Regions from separate parts of the Mus musculus genome. Here regions 1 and 2 are each linked to region 3. A link is a contact called in public Hi-C and HiCAR-type data. All regions are on one chromosome and are shown on one strand. The core of a region is the stretch at or near the end of the contact, and the rest is flanking DNA. Distances in the headings are between cores, read along the strand shown. Region 1 has its middle 16 kb from the start of Azin1. Region 2 overlaps Grhl2 (grainyhead like transcription factor 2). Region 3 holds the start of Rrm2b (ribonucleotide reductase M2 B (TP53 inducible)).

Evidence for each region. A called contact is a pair of places that touch in the nucleus more often than the background predicts. HiCAR-type assays count read pairs that join an accessible place to other places.
Region 1: a Hi-C map of B cells shows a contact between it and region 3, with 9 read pairs. The contact joins the enhancer-like site here to the promoter of Rrm2b in region 3. A contact is called at or near these places in 6 of 39 promoter capture datasets (the C10 cell line, the HPC-7 cell line, cranial neural crest and 3 more), 1 of 484 Hi-C or Micro-C datasets (B cells) and 1 of 9 other capture datasets (liver).
Region 2: a HiCAR-type map of kidney shows a contact between it and region 3, with 4 times the contacts expected there. The contact joins the enhancer-like site here to the promoter of Rrm2b in region 3. A contact is called at or near these places in 5 of 39 promoter capture datasets (embryonic stem cells, frontonasal cranial neural crest, hippocampal neurons and 2 more), 11 of 115 datasets of contacts at active chromatin or transcription factors (the SCID.adh cell line, T-cell acute lymphoblastic leukemia, astrocytes and 6 more) and 2 of 9 other capture datasets (adipose tissue and embryonic stem cells).

What each region holds. Positions count from the first base shown.
Region 1 is chr15:38,533,738-38,537,403 of GRCm38.p6, forward strand. No RefSeq gene overlaps it. Among named protein-coding and RNA genes, the nearest start is that of Azin1, 16 kb to the left of the region's middle. Within about 2 kb of position 1,789, at least 147 of the 459 cell types and tissues checked have an H3K27ac peak or open chromatin away from gene starts, as enhancers often do. A contact at or near this core is called in B cells, hematopoietic stem and progenitor cells and neutrophils, where this site is marked.
Region 2 is chr15:37,356,781-37,360,503 of GRCm38.p6, forward strand. Grhl2 (grainyhead like transcription factor 2) reads left to right here. Exons shown (of 16, transcript NM_026496.4): 15 at 1,590-1,654. Among named protein-coding and RNA genes, the nearest start is that of 4930447A16Rik, 67 kb to the right of the region's middle. Within about 2 kb of position 1,566, at least 6 of the 459 cell types and tissues checked have an H3K27ac peak or open chromatin away from gene starts, as enhancers often do. A contact at or near this core is called in kidney, where this site is marked.
Region 3 is chr15:37,959,318-37,962,706 of GRCm38.p6, forward strand. It overlaps Rrm2b (ribonucleotide reductase M2 B (TP53 inducible)), which reads right to left and starts at 1,738. Exons shown (of 9, transcript NM_199476.1): 1 at 1,527-1,738. The coding sequence starts at 1,574. Gm49085 (a long non-coding RNA gene) reads left to right here and starts at 1,841. Exons shown (of 2, transcript XR_003951596.1): 1 at 1,841-2,224.

The DNA of each region.
Region 1 (3,666 bases), core at 539-3,038, 570 kb after region 3:
AGCTGTGGTATGGTGGTGCATGCCTGTAATCCCCCATGAGGTGTAAGGAGTTCAAGTCTCTCTCTCTGTGTATGTGTATGTGTGTGTGTGTGTATGTGTGTGTGTGTGTGTGTGTGTGTGTATGTGTGTGTGTGTGTGTGTGTGTGTGTGTGTGTGTGTATGTGTGTGTCCCTGTCTTAAGAGCAAAACTTCAGGGACTGGGGAGATGGTTCAGTGGTTAAATGTAGAGGAAATCTTTTGTGCAATGTGTAGAAGCTTTACTTGTCAATAAAAGGCTGTTGGCCTATGAGTTTAGGCAAGAAATAAGAAGGTAGAAGTTCTGGTAAGGAGGATTTCTGGGATAGAGTCAGATACACAGGAGAATTGCCCCAGAACTCTAGTGGAGACAATCACATGAAACTGAAGGACAGGTAACTAGCTGTATGGCTTGGCTTAGGCTAGTTCACACAGGACAATTGAGTTATGAGCTAGCAGAAATGTGCCAAAGCTATTGGCCTAAGCATTTATTCATAATAATCCAGTCTCAGAGTGGTTATTTCGGGGAACAAAGAAGCCAGGTAGTATATATCTGGTTACAGTTATGGGCACTGGCTGATCTTCTAGACAATCCAGGCTCATCTCCAAGCACCCACATAGCAGCTCATACCTGTCTGTAACTCCAGTTTCAGGGCTTCTGACACCCTCACACAGACATACATTCAGGCAAAACACCAATGGATATAAAATAAAAATGATAAATTATAAAAAGAGACTAACCTGGTCTACAAACAACAAAGCAAAACAAAATACAAAACCCTGGAGAGCTTATGCTTGACTTTGTAGCTTGTGCTGGCCTCAAACTGATTTTTTTTTTTTTTTTTTTTTTTGAGATAGGGTTTCTCTGTGTAGCCCTGGTTGTCCTGGAACTCACTTTGTAGACCAGGCTGGCCTCGAACTCAGAAATCCACCTGCTTCTGCCTCCGGAGTGCTGGGATTAAAGGCGTGCGCCACCACGCCCGGCTGGTTTTTACTTTTAAATGTAAAGTTGGAGTTTATTTTGTTCTGCTTGTTTCCTTATTGACCTGGAACTCAATGTTAGGTTAAACTGGCTGCAAATCTGCCTAGCCCTAGATAGCAACCTGTCTCTACCTCCCTTACACTGGAATTCTAGGTTTGGATTGCCATGCCTGGATTTTTAAAAATTTATTTTAATTATGCATAGGAGTATGTGTACCTGAGTACAGATATCTGGAGAAGCCAGCACAGGGTGTTTCTAGAGCTGGATTTACAGCTGTGAGCTGCCTGCCGTGGGTCCTGGACGTGCAGCAAGTGCTCCTAGCCACGGAGCCATCTCTCTTGCCCACAACCTGGATGATCGATCTGTCTGTCCGTCTATCTATCTATCTATCTATCTATCTATCTATCTATCTATCTATCTATCTATCTATCTTTCTTTCTATCTATCTATCTATCTATCTATCTATCTATCTATCTATCTATCTATCTATCTATCTATCTATCTAACACGGGTTCATGGATAGAATTCAGCCTTTCATGTTCGCATGGCAACAACTGCATTATCTCCCCAGCCCCAAAGTTGGAGTCTAGCAATACAAAGTTTTACTATGCTAGCCTAGCTAACCCCGCCCCACCCCGAGATTAGTGCTAAGGTATGACCTCAGCCTCCGGAGCACAGCTTGACTAAGGTCTATTCTCCTCCTTCCTCCTACAAGAAGCTCTCTCAAGGCCTGGCCAGAGGTGGGGGAAGATGGGGTCTTTACAGCCTCCCAGGGCTACCCTGCTCTATTCCTGCAGAGCACTGATGAGTCATGGCTCCTCCCATCTGCCGCTGTCACCAGACCACAAGCTTCTTTCTCAACTCTGACAGAGAAGAGAATATTATGCAAACTAAGAGCCGGAGAACACCACCCCCTCCTTCCCATCAAGAAGCACAGTAGGGGCTCTTTACATAACTCAGAGATTAACAACAGGGGGTACCTGTGGGGAAAGAGTCCCAGGAGAAGCCAGGTGGGGAGCTGGTTTGCTGCTGAGGGGGCCCCCCACCCCCCCCACCCCCAGTTTGCATGTTCAGTAAGGAGGGAGGGTATGAGGCTTGGAAGAGATGTCCTTAATTAAGCAACATTACTATAGCAACCATAGATAATCCACTGATAGATAATGCTAATAGGAACACTTGACCTGTCTGCTGTCATGTGGTGTCAAATCCTATATATGCACCGTATGTAAGCCATTACCAGCTTACTGCGCACAACTCAAATGCTCAGCCAACTATAGCGATCGTAGTGGTGTTATCTTATGTTTCTTTCTTTTAGCTGTTTCTTTGTTCATTCATTCATTCATTCATTCATTCAGTCAGTCAGTTTTAATACAGAGTCTCGTTATTTAGACTGGTCTTGAGCTTCCATCCTTTTGCCTGGGCCTTCCTAAGTGCTGACGTTATAGCGAAGTGACAACTTTGGTTTTGGTTACTATCCTTACCCCCAGGCCTCTGCTGTGCTTTGATTCCCTTACCTTCTCCTCCCCTTCCTGCCCCTGCCCTGCCCTCCCTCCCTGTCTCTTACTTCCTCTTTCCTTTCCACTCCTTATCTCCCCTTCCTCTCCCCTCCTCCATTCCTCTCCATCTCTCCTTTTCCTTCCCTCCCCTCTCTTCATTTATTTATTTACTTTTCTTCCTGACAGGATCTCACATAGCCCAGGCTGCCCTAAAATTTGCTATGTAGCCAACGCTGGTCTTGAACTCCTGATTCTTCTGCCTCAATCTCTCAAGTGGCAGGATTACAGGTGTGTGGCTCCACACCAAGTATAAGCCTTTGCCTGTAGTATTTCCTTCAAAAAACACCTATTGAGGGACTGGAGAATGCTTCAGCTGTTAAGAGCACTGGCTGCTCTCTAGAGGCCCTGGATTTAGTTCCCAACACCCACATGTTGCCTCATAACTGCCTATAATGCCAGTTCCAGGAATCCAACACCCCCCCACCCAAAAGCACCAGACATGCATGTGGAATACTTATATACACACAGGCAAAACATTCATGTTCATAAAATAAAAATGTTTTTAAGTGAAAGCACAACTTGTATTTTTGGCACACCTAGGCCTCTGGGACACATAGAACAGAAGTGTGCTTTTTTACATATATGTTTTCTAATCTAGTTTAACTACTGTCTTGCTGAATGATGTTTTCTGAGCCTAGTTATTTAACTATTCAATGAACTACTCAACAGTAATGGGTATACTATAGAATTGCCAGCAGGACTAGAAATACATGCTATAGATCCAGCTCATGGTTCACACAAGGAACACTCAATTCCGGTATCTCTTAAAAGGGACTTAGTACATATAGCTGTTGAAAAGGATCCTGATACAGAGGAAGAATCTCTTTCTGAGGTCACGAAGAGATCAGCACACCTGGAGTTCAGGCCTGGCTTACCCTCAGGGATTACCAAACCAGACTGTTACACTGGCCAAAGTGATGGAACTTTTGAAGCCAGGTCTGCTCTAAAAATTCGAGTATGGATGCTCCCTATCTTGGACAGATGAGGGACTTCTCTGCCAAGAAAGATTTTAAAACCTTGAGGACTCAAACTCAAGGATAAACTCAGACCTCTTAAATACTCATCATAACAGGACAAAAAGCACAATGTCTTCCTTCTTGGTTCCATGGTGCT
Region 2 (3,723 bases), core at 316-2,815, 600 kb before region 3:
TATTAGCATCCCATATTTTTAAATGAGTTCTGTCAAGAAAATATCAAGAAATTTAATGGATGTTTATTGTGGCATTTTCTCTTTTATGAACAGTTATGCTCTGAAGGTCTCTGGGTATGAGGGTGTTTCTGTATGTCAGATTGCTAGACGTGGAGTCTGTGGGTCAGTGTGTGTATGCTTGTAAAAACTATTCTCCTGCCAGACTTACTTTCCAGGAGGCTGAGGGTCACTGTCCCATCTACAGAACCTGAATGCCCTCACCAACGTTAGATCATGACTTCCGCTTTGTCTTGTTTTAGATTTCTTTTTAATATGTCAGTGTGTCTGCTATGTGTGTGCAGGTACTTAGGGAGGCCAGAAGAGGGCACCAGAGCCCTTGGAGCTGTGAGCCAAACACAGAAAATGCTTTAATCTGCTGAGCCACCTCTTGCTCCTTATTTGCACTTTTGATAGTTAAGTTAAAAGTACCACACTCCTGTTGTTTTCATTTGAAAAATTTAAATAAAAGTGCAGTACAGTTTTCACGTTATATTTTCCAATTATAGTTCTCTTCTCGGAAATGCCCTGTTATTGTGTTTTCTCTCCTGCCCTGTTCCCCATCGAGTTTAACAAAGCAGTTTGCTCTCATCTGTTGTTTGCGTTTTAAAATGTTTCCCAGCATGTTATTTTCCTTTGTGGTTTGAGCAACTGATACTTTAAAATGACACATTGTTATTGCTGCTGTTAGCCTTGGTTTACAGGCTTCAGTGTCTCCCTGGAAAAGCCGAACTTTAGGATGATAGTTACACAAAGAATTAACTCACGTTTATTTTGTTCCCGCACTTTCCTGGTCCCTTCTTTCATATTGAAATCTTTCATTTGCTTGAACTTTTCTCACTACCTATCGAGGCTGGTCTGGAGGGCACTGTGTAGCTCACGTAGCTCCCAGGCCTCTGGCCCCTGTCTCTGAGCTCTGGGAATATAGCTGTGTACTGCTACATCCGGCTCCCCGATCTCAGGCTCGCAGTCTCCCTGCCTAAGTGCTGGGATCACAAGCATGTGCCACTACACCTAGCTCTCTTGAAATCTGTTCTCATGTATGGCTACCCATTTAATCCCCCATGGTGATTGGAGGCTTTTTAAAAATACTATCAGAAATGCTACTTTTATCAAGATTGTTTTGCTGAGTGATTTCAGATCTGTCCAAAGGGAGAATCAAAATAAGGATGTATAGACTCTGTGATACCTGCTCAGACTGTGTGCCCATGGCTGGAGCTGCAACTCTCCTTTCTTTTCTCTTCCTGCTAAGGGCAAAGGGGTATGACTTGATACAAAGAGTCAGGGGGCAGAGTTAGTTAGGTTGCAGCGACCCTTGGTTGCCAACTATGACTTAGGGTCCCATTCACTTCTTGGAATCTCATTTTGTTGATCTACAAAGCCAGTGGCTTGGTTTGAATGATCTTGGGAGGTAGTTCACGGAAACCCAGGCTTTTGTCTTAAATGAACTGTTCCAGTGTGTCTCATTAGGAGACTGTTGTACTGAGTGGAATGTGCTTCTCCTCTGTGTGCCCCGTTCTCTGCTGACCCAGTTCCCTGTTATTTATTTTCAGCTGTCTGAGAAGTATGGGCTGCCAGTGGAGAAAATCACAAAGCTTTATAAGAAGAGCAAAAAGGGGTAAGAAAGAAGCCAGGCTCGGCTAACCGCCATGTCTGCAAGGTGCAATTTTAAAATGGCTTTAGTTTTTGTGATGTCCTTGGCCCATGAGGCTAGTTAATGACCTTTAGTGATTGAGGCAGGGTGACCCATAGTGCCTCTCCAGGATGTTACCTGAGGTGCTCCCATTTGGTGACAGCGAGTGTTATAAGTGGGCTGAAGTGGTCTGGACTTGGTGGGGACACTGGGGAAAAGAAGGTCAAAGAACCACATGGAACTTTTTACATTGGTTTCTGGGTGACATAGTAGGGACAAAATTTAATTGGGGTCAAAGAAAATTATTCCAAGGTAATCATTAATGAAATCTCAAATGGTTCTCAGACCTGCTTGCCCACATTGTTAAGAGCAATCAGCCCTTCCTGGTTGGGTGGCCAGGTGGCTCTGGGTTCCCTGCTCAGAGCTTCATCTCTTTTCTCTCATTAATATATCAGTTTACTGATTAGAAAATGAGGCCAGGGCTTGCTTGAACATCCTGCCCCAGGTGTCACATTCAGTAAACAACACAAATTCAAGGGAGGGGTATAGAAGGAGTGTGGGTGGCCTGTGGCCTTGAGACCTACAGATTCGCTCACATCTGCCCCTCCCCCTCAAATGTATTTTTTTTTTTTTATGAATGTGAGTACACTGTCACTCTCTTCAGACACACCAGAAGAGGGTGTTGGATCCCATTACAGATGGTTGACAGCCACCATGTGGTTGCTGGGAATTGAACTCAGGTCCTCTGGAAAAGCAGTCCGTGCTCTTAACCGCTGAGCCATCTCTCCAGCCCACTCAAGGTCTTTCTAAGGCTTTCTCTGCCAGAGTGGATGCCTTTAAACTCTTCTCTGGACCTTTTCCATAAACTATGACCTGGGGTTCTCAGGCTTTCTGAATCTCGATCCTTTGGCTGACCGAGCATCAAACTTGAGCTCTTGTTGGAAATGCAATGAAGGTGGGCTGCAGCTTTTCCAAAGTCAATGCAGTCTGCTGGGGACTCTATTTTGAATGAAGCCTCAAATCTCACAGGCTAGAGAGCCTCAGTGTGGATAAACACCCTGCTGATAACACTGACTTCCTTTTGTTTGTTTGTTTGTTTTTGTTTTTTGTTTTTTGAGACAGGGTTTCTCTGTGTAGCCCTGTCTGTCCTGGAACTCACTCTGTAGACCAGGCTGGCCTCGAACTCAGAAATCCGCCTGCCTCTGCCTCTCAAGTGTTGGGATTAAAGGCGTGCCACTACTGCCCGGCAACACTGACTTTCAGCCTTGAGTCTAAAGTCCTATATATACAAGGCTTTTATCCCAACAACAACCCACTAAGCATGGGTGGTTCTTATTTCTGTAAAAGAATAAACTGAAGCTATGACATTTCACCTGCTGATACCACTATAAAGTGGTTCAGTGAGTTGTTCCCAAACGAAAATCTCCAACTAAAGAGAACGAGACAGACTCAGGCATGTGTTGCTCTTCCACAGGACCCTGGTTCAAGCCTCAGTACTCATATGGTCCCAGATGATTAAGTGTCCTCTTCAGAACTCTGACAGCAGCATACACACATATGATACACATACATATGTTCAGGCAGAACACTCATATATAAAACAAAAATAAAATTAAATACAAAATATTACAGACTCTGGAAGTTGGTTTTCTTGAAACCAAACTGCAATGGAGTAGGCAGCTGAGGAGAGGTGGAGTAGCTTAGGGGTGTGGAGTAGGCAGCTGAGGAGAGGTGGAGTAGCTTAGGGGTGTGGAGTAGGCAGCCGAGGAGAGGTAGAGTAGCTTAGGGGTGTGGAGTAGGCAGCCTAGGAGAGATGGGTAGCTCAGGCAAAGCCAGCTTCAGACCCAGCTCAGCTGTTCACTGCCTGGGTGAACCGGGGAGCCCTTTGCTGAGTTGTTTCTTATTTGAAAAGTGCTAATAATAAAAACTTACCTTTAAAATTGCTAAGCAATTTTTTGTGTACTATCTTTTACTGTACACATGTGTTCAGCCAAGGGCAGCTGAAGTTCATAGAGATCTAAGTGTGTTTGGTTCGCTGCTAACTTCTTTGAGCC
Region 3 (3,389 bases), core at 488-2,987:
AATCTGAAAAAGCTGGTGGAACACTGTACTAGAAGCAACAACTTGGAAAGTTGAACCTAGTTCTAGTAATGAGTCTTAGGAACGCCATTCTGGCTTAAGTGTTCGAATATCGGAAAAAAATCTACATGTTAGGAGACTAATAAACCTCATTTATTTCCCTTTAAGATGGCCCTTAAATCAACTGTGCTAAGATCACCTGAAGTGCCTGTTACAAAGGCAGGTTGTAGGCTTGGTAATTTAGTTTTTATTAATCACTCCACATGCTTCTGATACAAATAGCCCGCACTGCCCTATCATATCCAAAATAAAAATAAAAAACTAAAAAACAAAGTGCTTACGATATCCCGAATCTCAAAAACTCTTGGATTCGTTAAAAAAAAAAAAAAAAAAAAAAGTACTCACTAAAATTTATTCTAGGTCTAAACCTTTGCTCTGTCTTTATGAATTAAAAGTAATTTTTTTTTTTAAAAGTTAACTTTCAGGTGTTAAGCCAGAATGATTCCTGGTGTCATTGGCAAACCAGAGAAGTCTAAATATTGCCGGAAAGGAGAAATTGGTGCTGAGTATCTTTGTTTCAAGGGGAAAATTAAGGGATAGACATAATTTATTATTAAACGATTACAGAATAAAAATCAACTTAGAACCTCCATCTTTGTCTAGAAATGCCAGTATAAGCATGAATATATGTGGGCTCAAACTTTTATGGCCCCTTCCAACTTGCCACAGTATTAACTTCAAGACACCACAAAGAGAAACAGGCTCACATACCAAAAAAAAAAAAAAAAAAAAAAAAAAAAGTATTACTTGTATTCCAGATGGTTTAGAATATTTGTCTCCAAAATGTGGAGTTGGAATTACACAGTAACAACTTACATTACTATAAAGCCGTATAATTTTTGTTTGCTCTTATTACATACTTCTTTCTGCTAGCACGGGTTAATTTTAGATTTATTAAACACTTTGCATAAAGCACTTCATTCTTTGTGAAGGAAGAAACACTTCCACTACTGAAATGAAGAGACACCCCGAAGATTCAGTTAGAAGTTCGGTGTGAGGAAAACTGGTCTCCCAGTCTTTTATTCGTTGTAAGGGTTTCTCGTCCTCCCTTCACCTGTCATCTCCTCCCCTCATCCACCTGCATCAGTTTCCACACGAGTTCCTCAACTGCATCTGATGGTTCACCTCTCTTGCGTAGATCCGTCACAGCCCTTTTTCACCCGCCAGGGCTCCCGACAAGAAAAGAAAGACTGGAGAGCAGAGGTTGGAGAACAAGGGGACACGGAGACTTCCTCAGCCGGGACCTGAGTGTTCCTGCTCCGCCCTGAGCAGAGCAGCACAGCGTCCATGCTCGCCCTTCCCGACTCCCCAACACTAGCCTGAGGTGAGGGCGCTTCCTTTCGGCCTGCACAGTGTTTCTGACGGCGACGAATAAAATACTACTCTACAGCGGACCTGCGACTGACTCGCAGCAACCTAAAGTCCGGGCGTGACCCAGGGGTGGAGGATGAAGCGACTGCGACATTTACCTCACCCTTCTCCGGCCTGGCCGCTTCCGGCCTTTCCGGGTCGCCCATCGCGCAGACTCCACCAGAGCCACCCGAGCTGAGGAACTGAGCGCGGCCGACCAAATCCTAGTAGGATCAGATCGTCCTGTGCGAACCTCCTCCTGCTCCGGGCACGCCTTGCCGCGCCGGTCCTGGGTTCTAGCCGGCCCATTGAGGGGCCTTCTCTGCGGTGGCTCCGCCCAGGCACGCTACTCTCGGCGCCTGAAAGATCCGCCTTTCCTGCCGGCCCCGCCCCACTGCCTAGAGATCCGCCTACCTCAGCCGGCTCCACCCAGCGTCTCAGAGATCCGCCTACCTCAGCCGGCCCCGGCCCGCCCCGCCAGAGATCCGCCTACCTCAGCTGGCCCCGCCCCTCGCCGCCGAACTCTGCTTCCTCGGCTGGCCCGCTTCTCTTCACTGAGCAGGGTCCCCACTCCGGCGACGGCTGCGTAAGTTCAGTCCGCAGTACCAGAGCACTTCAAGCCTGTTCTTTAGCGTCGCATGACCCCGCCCACTCTTGCTCCCCCAGCTTCCGCGCTGTTGCCCAGCCTGTCATCTGCTCTGAATTCTAGAGCGTCTACTGGAATTTGCAGTCTGCCTACTTGTGCCAGACTACCTGGTACACGAGGTGACTGGCACGCCGGGACATTCCCTAGCCCTCGTGGTGCCCCAGCGACACGGTAGGTTGCACCCAGTCAGTCCAAGAGACTGCCAGAGTGGCTGTAGAGCTGCCCACTGGATGGGATGTGGAAAGCAGGGTGGGAGGTCGACACTGTTAAAAACTCCAAGGAGAAAGGAACTCTTGTATTTCAGCAACCAAAAGGAGAAACTGGAGGGGGAAAGTGTGTGCGTGAATGGAGCTTGAGAATGAGTAGGAAAAATAGCTAAATCCTGGGAAATACCTTGAAGTCTTTGTGATTGTTTAACTGAGTAATATTTATTGAACTTTCACAACCTGATAGGTTCTATTCTGCTAAGCCCTTTATGTGAATTAATCTTTGAGATATTTCCCTGTAGTCGATACTGCAATTTTCATGTTCCAGATTAAACTGAACCCGAAGATAAATAGCCAAGATTAAGCAACCAAAATACGGTAGACTCCAATATCCTTGCTACGGATACTTTTCAAAGCAAAGGTTAAAGTTGTAAAGAGATTCAACACTTTTGTATTGCAAGGGCCAAAGACAGTGAATAATGATGGTGGCAATACTCTTGGTTGAATTGCTTCTATGTTTTCAGCATATGGTACATATATGGTAGTACGACAGAAAAATATAATGAGCGGGATGGGACTGTAGCTCATTAGGTGATGATGTACAAGGCCTTGGGTTCAATCCCCAGCACTACCCCTTCTTGTATACAAACACAAATAAGATATACAAATTAAATAATAATATGGTGAAAGAAGAGTTGAGTATGGTATTGAACACCTCTGATCCCAGCATCTTGGATAGGAGCAGGAGGATCGTGAAACCAAGGTCGTCTTGGGCTAGATGGGAAGATCCAGTCTCAAAGCCAAAAACCAAAAACGTGAAAAAGAAGTAAGAGATTTTCAGTAGATTCTGGAAAGAGCCTTGTTATGACTTCAACATCTGGCAACTGCTTGGTGGTTAGCCTCTAAAATAGAAAGCAGGATAGAAATTTTGCTTTAAGCTCTAAAGCTTAATTAACCTGAAGCGAGTTATCTTTCTTGGAGCAATATGATCAAATGCTGAGTAAAAACTTTTTATATATTATAAAGTTTTCTGGGAGGAAAGTCATTCTCACAAAAGATAACTTACCAAAGATTGCATAGCAAATAAACTACAAACAAGGATTCATTCATTCAAAGTCATCAAAACAATA